2 separate regions of the Mus musculus genome follow, and region 2 is linked to region 1. A link is a contact called in public Hi-C data. All regions are on one chromosome and are shown on one strand. Each heading gives the region's core, a stretch centred on a gene start, on an enhancer-like site or on the middle of the called end of the contact. The rest is flanking DNA. Distances are from core to core; before and after follow the strand shown.

Evidence for each region. Hi-C and Micro-C count contacts between places; a contact is called where the count stands out from the background.
Region 2: a contact with region 1 is called in a Hi-C map of embryonic fibroblasts, with 23 read pairs. The contact joins two enhancer-like sites. A contact is called at or near these places in 5 of 39 promoter capture datasets (the SN4741 cell line, embryonic stem cells, fetal liver and 1 more), 1 of 15 datasets of contacts at CTCF or cohesin (large pre-B cells), 40 of 484 Hi-C or Micro-C datasets (the 63-12 cell line, B cells, the BV-2 cell line and 23 more), 15 of 115 datasets of contacts at active chromatin or transcription factors (bone marrow-derived macrophages, craniofacial prominence, embryonic basal ganglia and 11 more) and 2 of 9 other capture datasets (adipose tissue and bone marrow-derived macrophages).

The regions. Positions count from the first base shown.
Region 1 is chr10:93,597,338-93,601,412 of GRCm38.p6, reverse strand. 4933408J17Rik (RIKEN cDNA 4933408J17 gene) reads right to left here. Exons shown (of 4, transcript NR_045810.1): 3 at 1,903-2,437. Among named protein-coding and RNA genes, the nearest start is that of Snrpf, 9.7 kb to the right of the region's middle. Within about 2 kb of position 2,097, at least 10 of the 459 cell types and tissues checked have an H3K27ac peak or open chromatin away from gene starts, as enhancers often do. A contact at or near this core is called in embryonic fibroblasts, where this site is marked.
Region 2 is chr10:93,797,798-93,801,872 of GRCm38.p6, reverse strand. No RefSeq gene overlaps it. Among named protein-coding and RNA genes, the nearest start is that of Gm26239, 7.5 kb to the left of the region's middle. Within about 2 kb of position 1,897, at least 46 of the 459 cell types and tissues checked have an H3K27ac peak or open chromatin away from gene starts, as enhancers often do. A contact at or near this core is called in embryonic fibroblasts, where this site is marked.

The DNA.
Region 1 (4,075 bases), core at 848-3,347:
AAGAGAACAGGAAGATAATGGAATATGTGTAACAGGAGAGAAGTGGGGTCTGTTGGAGAGAGATCCAATCTCTGGCCTTCCTGACCAGAAAGACAAGATGGGGCAGTTGGCAGAAGAGATGACTAAAGACAAAGTATGTGGGAAGATGGCTCAGTGGTTAAGAGCGCTGGCTGCTCTTGTATAGTACCTGGGTTTGGTTTCTATTGCCCATATCAGGTGACTCACAACAGCCTGGAACTATAGCAACAGGGGATCTGACGCCCTTTTCCAGCCTCCGTGGGAACCTGAACATGCATGGCATATGCAGGCACATAGAAATTTACACATCAAAAGCTTATAAAACAACAACAACCTACCAAAATATCTATGAACACGTCAGAAGGAAACACATCACTTTGTATGCTGCCTTAAAAGCTAATTAAAAAAAAAAAGTACTATTGCCTGGAAACTAGTAGAAAGCAATAATAGAACTAAAATTTGCCATGGAGTGATGAGTTCTTTTTCTCTTCTAACTGGTTCTCAGCACGCAAGGACAAACATCAGTTAAGATGAAACGCTGTGTCTCTCTACAGTTCCTGTACACTAACCCAGATCATTTCTACAACGTGTGGAGAATGCTCTCTAGTGTCTTGGACATTAAAACACCGTTCAAGCTCCCTCAGTTTAGATACCTTGGAGAATTACACTCAGGGTAATATTTGGCTCTAGAAAATTTCACAAGCTTCCTGTTGTGTGGTGACTATATCCCTCAAGTGTGTGTCTATAATGTCTTGTTTACTGTAACTGCATAGGTTATGATGGTATTAATTTTTTTTTGCTGTTTTGATATTTTGAGACAAGATCTCAATCTGTAGCCCAGGATGTCCCAAAACACAACTATAGAGCCCAGGTTAGCCTCAAACTCATGATAACTCTCCTGCCTCAGCCTCTCCAGTGCTAGGAAATCATAATTCTTTATTATAGATTTTAGTTATATTTTTATTTATTCATTTTGTGGCATGTCTTTATGACTATCCTCCCATCATGTGGGGCCAGGGGATCAAACTCAGGTTGTCAGATTTGAGGCCTGCCTCTGGAGGGATTCACGCTTAGCACTATACATGTACTAAAAGACTCATCACGGCCAGGGAGGTCACAGGTCGTCAGTGGGAAATCTACTACTAACGGGTTTGCTAACTGGGCATGTTGCCCATTTACACACACACACACACGCACACACACGCACACACGCACGCACGCCATTGAAGACAGCACTAACGGATATGTAATGTTGTCCAGTAAAGTTCCTGTCTACATTGGTCAGCTGCAGTTAACACAGATGCACATAACTGGTCAAGTGCTGAGAATCAGTGAGCGCGAGGCTCTGAACAGAACATCGGGAGCAACTGCCCACCACCATGTTCTGCAACCATTGCAGAAGAGGGGAGGGCTGTGTGTAAAGACTGTGAGAGTTGGTGGCTGGGGAGCCCTGCTGTGAGATGCTGCCTTTTGGAGATGACACCGACATTGTGTTGATGGGATTACATCTACCATCCCTGTAGGTACCCATACAAAGTCAGTCAGCATCCCAACAGGAAGCAACATTTGGCTTGGTGTGTTGGTTTGTTTTTTTTTTTAAGGCGAGGACATGAGTTGGGAGAGGACATGCTGAGGGTGTCTGGGAGAAGGGAGGGGAACTTGGTTGGGATATGATCAAGATTGTGTGTACATGAGCAAAGTTGTTGGAAGATAAAGGTAGCCTACTTATAAAAGCAAACAAAAACAAGCCCTCGCTTTATGCTTTATATATGAAATAAATAAACTTGGCTTATCTGAAGGTTGCTCCAGGAATAGAAAAACAAGATACTGATTTGGTTGTCTTGTGATCTTACTGGAAGCCGTGGGCTTTAGTTATGCTTGTACCTTTTTGGTGGTATCTGGGATGCCTCTTAGAAGTCAGAAAGTCTCTGTGGCTCTCTAGGGAGTCATTTGGCATCCTTTTTTATGTGGTAATTTTCTTAATAATTTTTTTTTCAGAGAACAATGGCTAAGTTCAGCTTCAATGGAATTCCCATAAATTCCAAATTAGTCATGTTTGCATTAATGTGGCTTTAATCACAGTCCAGGATAAGAGCGTAAAGAGCAGAGCACTCTCGTTCCTCACCGTGCACCGCAAGCATGGGGAAATTGTCTTATGAAGAAATCCTTTGAATGCATATTAATTCCCAGTATGTGTCAATACTAGTTCATATGTTATTGAAGCAAAACAAGTGCATAGCTGTGCAGGCTTGTAGGTCACGTGTAGTCACATATTTTCGTCACAGTGCATATGTGGGGTCAAAGAACAAGCCTCAGGGGTGTATTCTCCCCTTTCCCCCTGTAGGTTCCAGGATCTGACTCAAGTTGTCTGGCTTGGCAGCAGCACGCACCTGTATTCACTGAGCTATCTGCATGACGGCTTTGATGGAAAAAAAAAAAAGAGTCATGTTAACTGCATATAAAGCTCTAGGTTAATTTTGATCTATTGTTGTTATTACTATTACCAATGATAACTTCTTTCTTTTGAAACGGAGCCATCCCACTATAAAGTCCTGGCTGGCTTGGGGCTTTCTATACAGACCAGGGCTGGCCTCAAACATGTGACCCTCCTGTCTCTGCTTCCCTAGAGCTAGGATTACTGGTGTGCTACTGACATACTAGCGTTAACTTGGAGAATGAGTGTGTTTCTGCCACCTGTAGGGAGAGATTCCCTGCTTGACCCCTGCAGTCAAGGATTCAGCCTTCAGTCAGAAGTTTCATGTCTAAGCGAGGGTGCACGGGTGAATTAAGGAATGATATTCTACAGTGGGTCCTTGTATGGGACATGACGTTAGGGGAAGAATTATGGGCACAGATATTAATACATTTTTAAGTGCAAACGTCATAGAGTGTCCTCATGCAGTCCTAGACTGTACCACCTACTCCATCCAAGCTGACACCTGTATGACATGCTCTTGGACCAAAGGCTGTGCACCACTGGGACACAATCTAAACACAGGAAGGGGGGACCATGAATATACTAGGCAATAGGAATATTTCTCCGTTGTAATCTCGAAGCATACCTGCCATAACTGTGGCCCACGGTTAACCAGAATGTCATTAGCCATATGTGGCTGAACTGATGAGACTCCTCTAAACAAAGCAATGCTTTATCAAACCTTGCACGATGTAGTTTCCTTTCCTCGGTTTTAGATTCTTCTGCTTTAAGACCACAGATGAATACAACATTGATAGAACATCTCTATTAAATAATACTTGTATATAACAAATTGTAAACCATTTGAACATATTTGCTGATAATTTTAATTTCATGAAAAAAAAACATGACACCAAAATACATAACAGGATTCTAATGATATTAAATAAAATATGAGTACTTTGGCTGGAAAGGTGACTGTGGTGAAGAACACTGGCAGATCTTCCAGAGGACTTGGGTCTGATTCCCAGAACCCCCATGTTAGCTCACAGCTGTGTGTAACTGCAAGGATAAGGGGATACCCTGACACCCTCTCCTGGACTCCACAGGCTTAAGGCCTGTGTGTGAAGACGTGAGTTTGAAAGCTACATGAAATCCTGTCTCAAGAGAGAGAGAGAGAGAGAGAGAGAGAGAGAGAGAGAGAGAGTGTGTGTGTGTGTGTGTGTGTGTGTATGTGTTAGGGAGAAGGGAAGGGGAGAAAGAACTAACCCCACCACTTCTGGTTTGTCAGGACAGTTTTCTTTATAGTGTATTGCTATCTTAAATTATCTTACTTTATACATCAGTACACCTTTGCAAATACTTTCAACTCCTTACTTTTTCATTTGCTTTCTTCTCTGCCTGTCCCTATGTTCCCTCTTAAGCCACAGTGATTAATAAGGCTTTCAGTATCAACACTTCACTGGAATGCTCTTCGGAAAATGACCAATGCCTCATCCAATGAACAATGAGTCACCAGCCACGTCCTCATCTGTCTTGGTTTAGCTGCAGCCTCTGATGGGGGGCAGCTCCTGTTCTCATAGGAACTGGGTGGGACTCGAACCTGGGTCCTCTGGAAGGACAGCCAGTGCTCACAACACT
Region 2 (4,075 bases), core at 648-3,147, 200 kb before region 1:
TTTTTTCCAGACAGGGTTTCTCTGTGTAGCTCTGGCTGTCCTAGAACTCACTCTGTAGACCAGGCTGGCCTCGAACTCAGAAATGCCTCTGCCGCCCAAGTGCTGGGATTAAAGGTGTACTCCACCACTGCCCGGCTTAATTTTAGTTTTTAAAAACATTTTTGTATTTTTGTTTCTGTTCTAGTTGCTATTATTACTCTCCTCTGCCTTGTGTCTAAGATTCTTAGGTTACCTTATGTAGCCAAGATTTGTAAGTGATCTTTCTTTTAGCAATAGGGTCATTATTTTTTCTAGTTTTGCTTATTTTCTGTCCCCCCCCCCAACTTTTCCTATATATTTCAAAGTCACAATATTCAAAGTCACAATAGAATCCACCCTGCTCCATTGTAGCAGGTAATTAATGTGGTATGCGTTACTCTTTCTCTGTGGTCAACAGGACATCTATCTGTTACTCCCTGTCTCTGTCTGTCTATGTCTTTCTCTGTCTCCATCTTTCTCTAGAATCTGGTGGCCTTGGGACCTACTTTAACCAATAGAAAGCAGAAGAAGTGATAGTGTTTTGGTTCCAGGCCTTATGAAGACCTACTAGCACCGTAGGGGAAAGCATCAATGTAATATGTCTACCCTTTGATTGCCGAGCTGTGAACAGTGGCCGCTCCACAAGCCCAGCCTAGCCACATGTAGAGGCCATGTGTAGAACTAAATCCTTGGCTAATGGCCCCAGCTGATCTTCCAGCTGACACTAGCCCCAACTTGCCTGGATGGGTAAGACCATTTTGGAAAGAAAAACCACAAGCCAGAACTGCATCACCCCAGCTGCTGCCACGTGGAGTGGTGTCAAAGCCATTCTTGCCAAGCTCTGCCCAAATTACAGAACTGGGAGCGAATCACTTATGTAAGCCAGTACATTTTGGAGTCATCTGTTAACTAGCAAGAGGCATAATTACTACATCCTCTCTGGGGCTCACCCCCCAAACCCAACCCCAGCTGTATTTGTAAAGGGTATTAGACAAGATTGTTTCCACAAAATAGAAACTATATTGCTAAGAGTGGGGTCTGCTTTGCTCTGTTGCTGTTACGCATCTTCCTGTAGTGAGGCTCAGCATCTTCTTCCGTTCAGCATCTTCCCATAGCCTTACATTAGTTAAACTCATTTCCAGAGCTAGTTCGACTGCTTTAGCTCAAATTGCTTTCCTTTTGTTTTTTATCCTCTTCTTCATCCTTAGCTCTGTAACTCCAAGGTTTCTCCTAAATCCTGATGTGTGTCTCCCCGTTTGCCCACACTGCTCTCAGCTGGGTGATGTGGCTACTCTCTAGCTCCATCTACTCCAGCATTCCCATCAGCATCCTCACAGCTGCATCCCCACAGCTGTCCTGGCCTTCAGGAAATCCTATTGGCATAGTTTCTGAGACCCAGAATCCTGAAGCTCGACTTTCCCACCACAATGCTGTTTCTGTCTCCGGCATATTCCTAAATGGGACCTTTCCTAAGACACAGCATGCCTATTCCTGTGAGTTTCCTGTGAATAACATGAGCTATTAGGAAGCTAATAAAAAAATACTTTATTGGTGAAGTCTTGGCTCAGGCTATTTCTGAGGTAATAATCATCCTCAATTAATTATGCCTCAAGAATTCTGTGAGAGGCATGTAGAACGAGTAATTCCCCAGAGCACATCTGTTCTCCTTGAGTATAATCCATTCCAGAAGGAACGGGCTTCTTAATGCACATTGCTTAGTCATTTCTGAAGGATCCTCAAGTATAGAGAATATTAAAGGAATTTATCCTCAACATTTTTCAAACTACTTTCAATTTTAGCCACTGCTGGCCATCTGTTTATTCACTTCAGTGAGAGTTCCAGACATAACCGAGAGTCACCATGAGTAATTCTAACAGGCTTACTGGAGCATACCCTGTAGCCTCGGTCTTCCCAGGATTTTCAATGTGATTTAGAGAGAGCTTCTTGCCATATTAGGGACCAACCATCCTGTCTTACAGAAGATGTAGTCGGAATGCCTCGCAGCCAAGCATGCTATCTGAGGTAACAACAAAAATAGAAGAGTTGACCTCTGGGACAGGCAAGCTGTAAGACTTCCTAAAACACAAATTCCCATGATGCAAGGTCACGGGTTCCAGGGCAAAACGTCACTGTTTTCCCTTCCCTCCTCGGTCCTCTCAAACTGGAAAAGTACTAATTGTCACAGGCTCCTTAAATGCATGCCTAAACACTTTTGAGGGTGCTGTGAAAGACCTGCTTGTGCACCTTACTATCACAGGGAGCACTCTGTTGTCTTTGCTGACAACCCCCTTTTTAAAGGAAGCATGGCTCTTCTACTCCTAAGTCCCATGGCTCCAATTCCCAGGCACCAATTACTCCATAACAGGAACAGTATATGAACCAGGCTTGGACAGACATGGAATTTCCTTGTTTAGACACAAGACTGGTTCAAGTGTGGTCCATTGCTACCAACAGGATCCATCAAAGACTAACCTGATACATTGTGATTGTGTAGGATTTCTTCTGCAGAAGTTGCCACATTCAGGCACTATATGGAAAAACAGTTGCTATTTTTCCCCAGCAACAAAAAAAAAAATCCATCATTTTTTTTAAAGCTACTCTTTAAAAATTTTTTAAAATTAGATTCAGTTATTTTATCTTATGAATGTTTTGCCTACATACATGAATATGCAGCACACGCCTGGAACAGGGTGAGAAGGGAATATTTGATCCCCTGGAACTGAGCTCACAGATGGTTGGGAGCTGCCATCTGCGTGAGGGTTGTGACTTGAACCCCCCAGGTCCTCCGCAAGAACTGGAAGTGCTTGAAACCACTAAGCTGTCTCTCCAGACCTGCCCCCCTTTCATAAAGCTATTTTATTGTGTATGTGAGTGCAGTGCCATAGGAGACCAAGAGAGAGCTGGAGTTATAGTGAATTGTGAGTCTCCTGATTTGGGTGCTGGGAACCGAAGTCATCTGCAAGAACAGCACCTGCTCTTTACCAGGGAGTCAAGCCATCTCTCCTCCTGAGTCCATTTTGTTTTAAGAAAAATACTAACACACGGAAACAGAGTGGAGACACAGAGAAGATGAAAAGTTCTAATATCGATCTGTCGCCTGAACTAGAACTCCAGACAACAAGGGATTTGCTCTTTCGATTAAGCTCACTTAAATTGTATTTATATAAATTATGATTCAAGTCATATTGGAATAATGATCATCCTTTTTCCCTTTTTGAGAAAGGGTCTCGTGTGTCTCAACATCCTGAATCTTGGCATCGAGCTTCCCAAAGATGACCTTTGACTTCTGTCTCTCCTGTCTTCTCTTCCTCTCAGGTGCCTGGATTGTCAGACCCTGCTCCTAGGCACAGTTTCTGTGGTGCATTTCCACTCAACCAACTGAACTACATCCCTCACCCTAAAACAACAACTACTTCCTCCTCCTCCTCCTCTTCCTCCTCCTCCTCTTTCTTCCTTCCTTCCTTCCTTCCTTCCTTCCTTCCTTCCTTCCTTCCTTCCTTTCTTTCTTTTTTTTTGTTTTTTGTTTTTGTTTTTTTTGAGACAGGGTTTCTCTGTGTAGCCCAGGCTGTCCTGGAACTCACTCTGTAGACCAGGCTGGCCTAGAACTTAGAAATCTGCCTGTCTCTGCCTCCCAAGTGCTGGGATTAAAGGTGAGCGCCACCACGCCTGGCTTTTTTTTTTAATTCATTTTAGTGTGTGTGTGTGTAGTGTGTATACACGCGTGCATGTGTGTGGGCACACGTGTGGTTCTATTTGTATGTGAGTGCCTGTGCACTTGGAGGCCCAGCCTTCTTCATCGAGGCAGGGTCTCTCAGCCAAGCCCAGAGCTGATCTGACGAATTTCATCATCCAGCTTTTTCAGGGGATTCTTCCTCTCTGCTTGAGAGTCTGGAGTTGTAGGCAGGTAACCATACAGATCCGCGTTTACATAGGGTGCAAGGATCTGAACTCTGCTCCTCACTCCTTTCAGGCAATCATTTTAACCAGCGGGCCATTCACTAGCCCAACCTTTTTGTTTCTTTGTTTGTTTTGTTTTGTTTGCTCCTTTTCAATACAG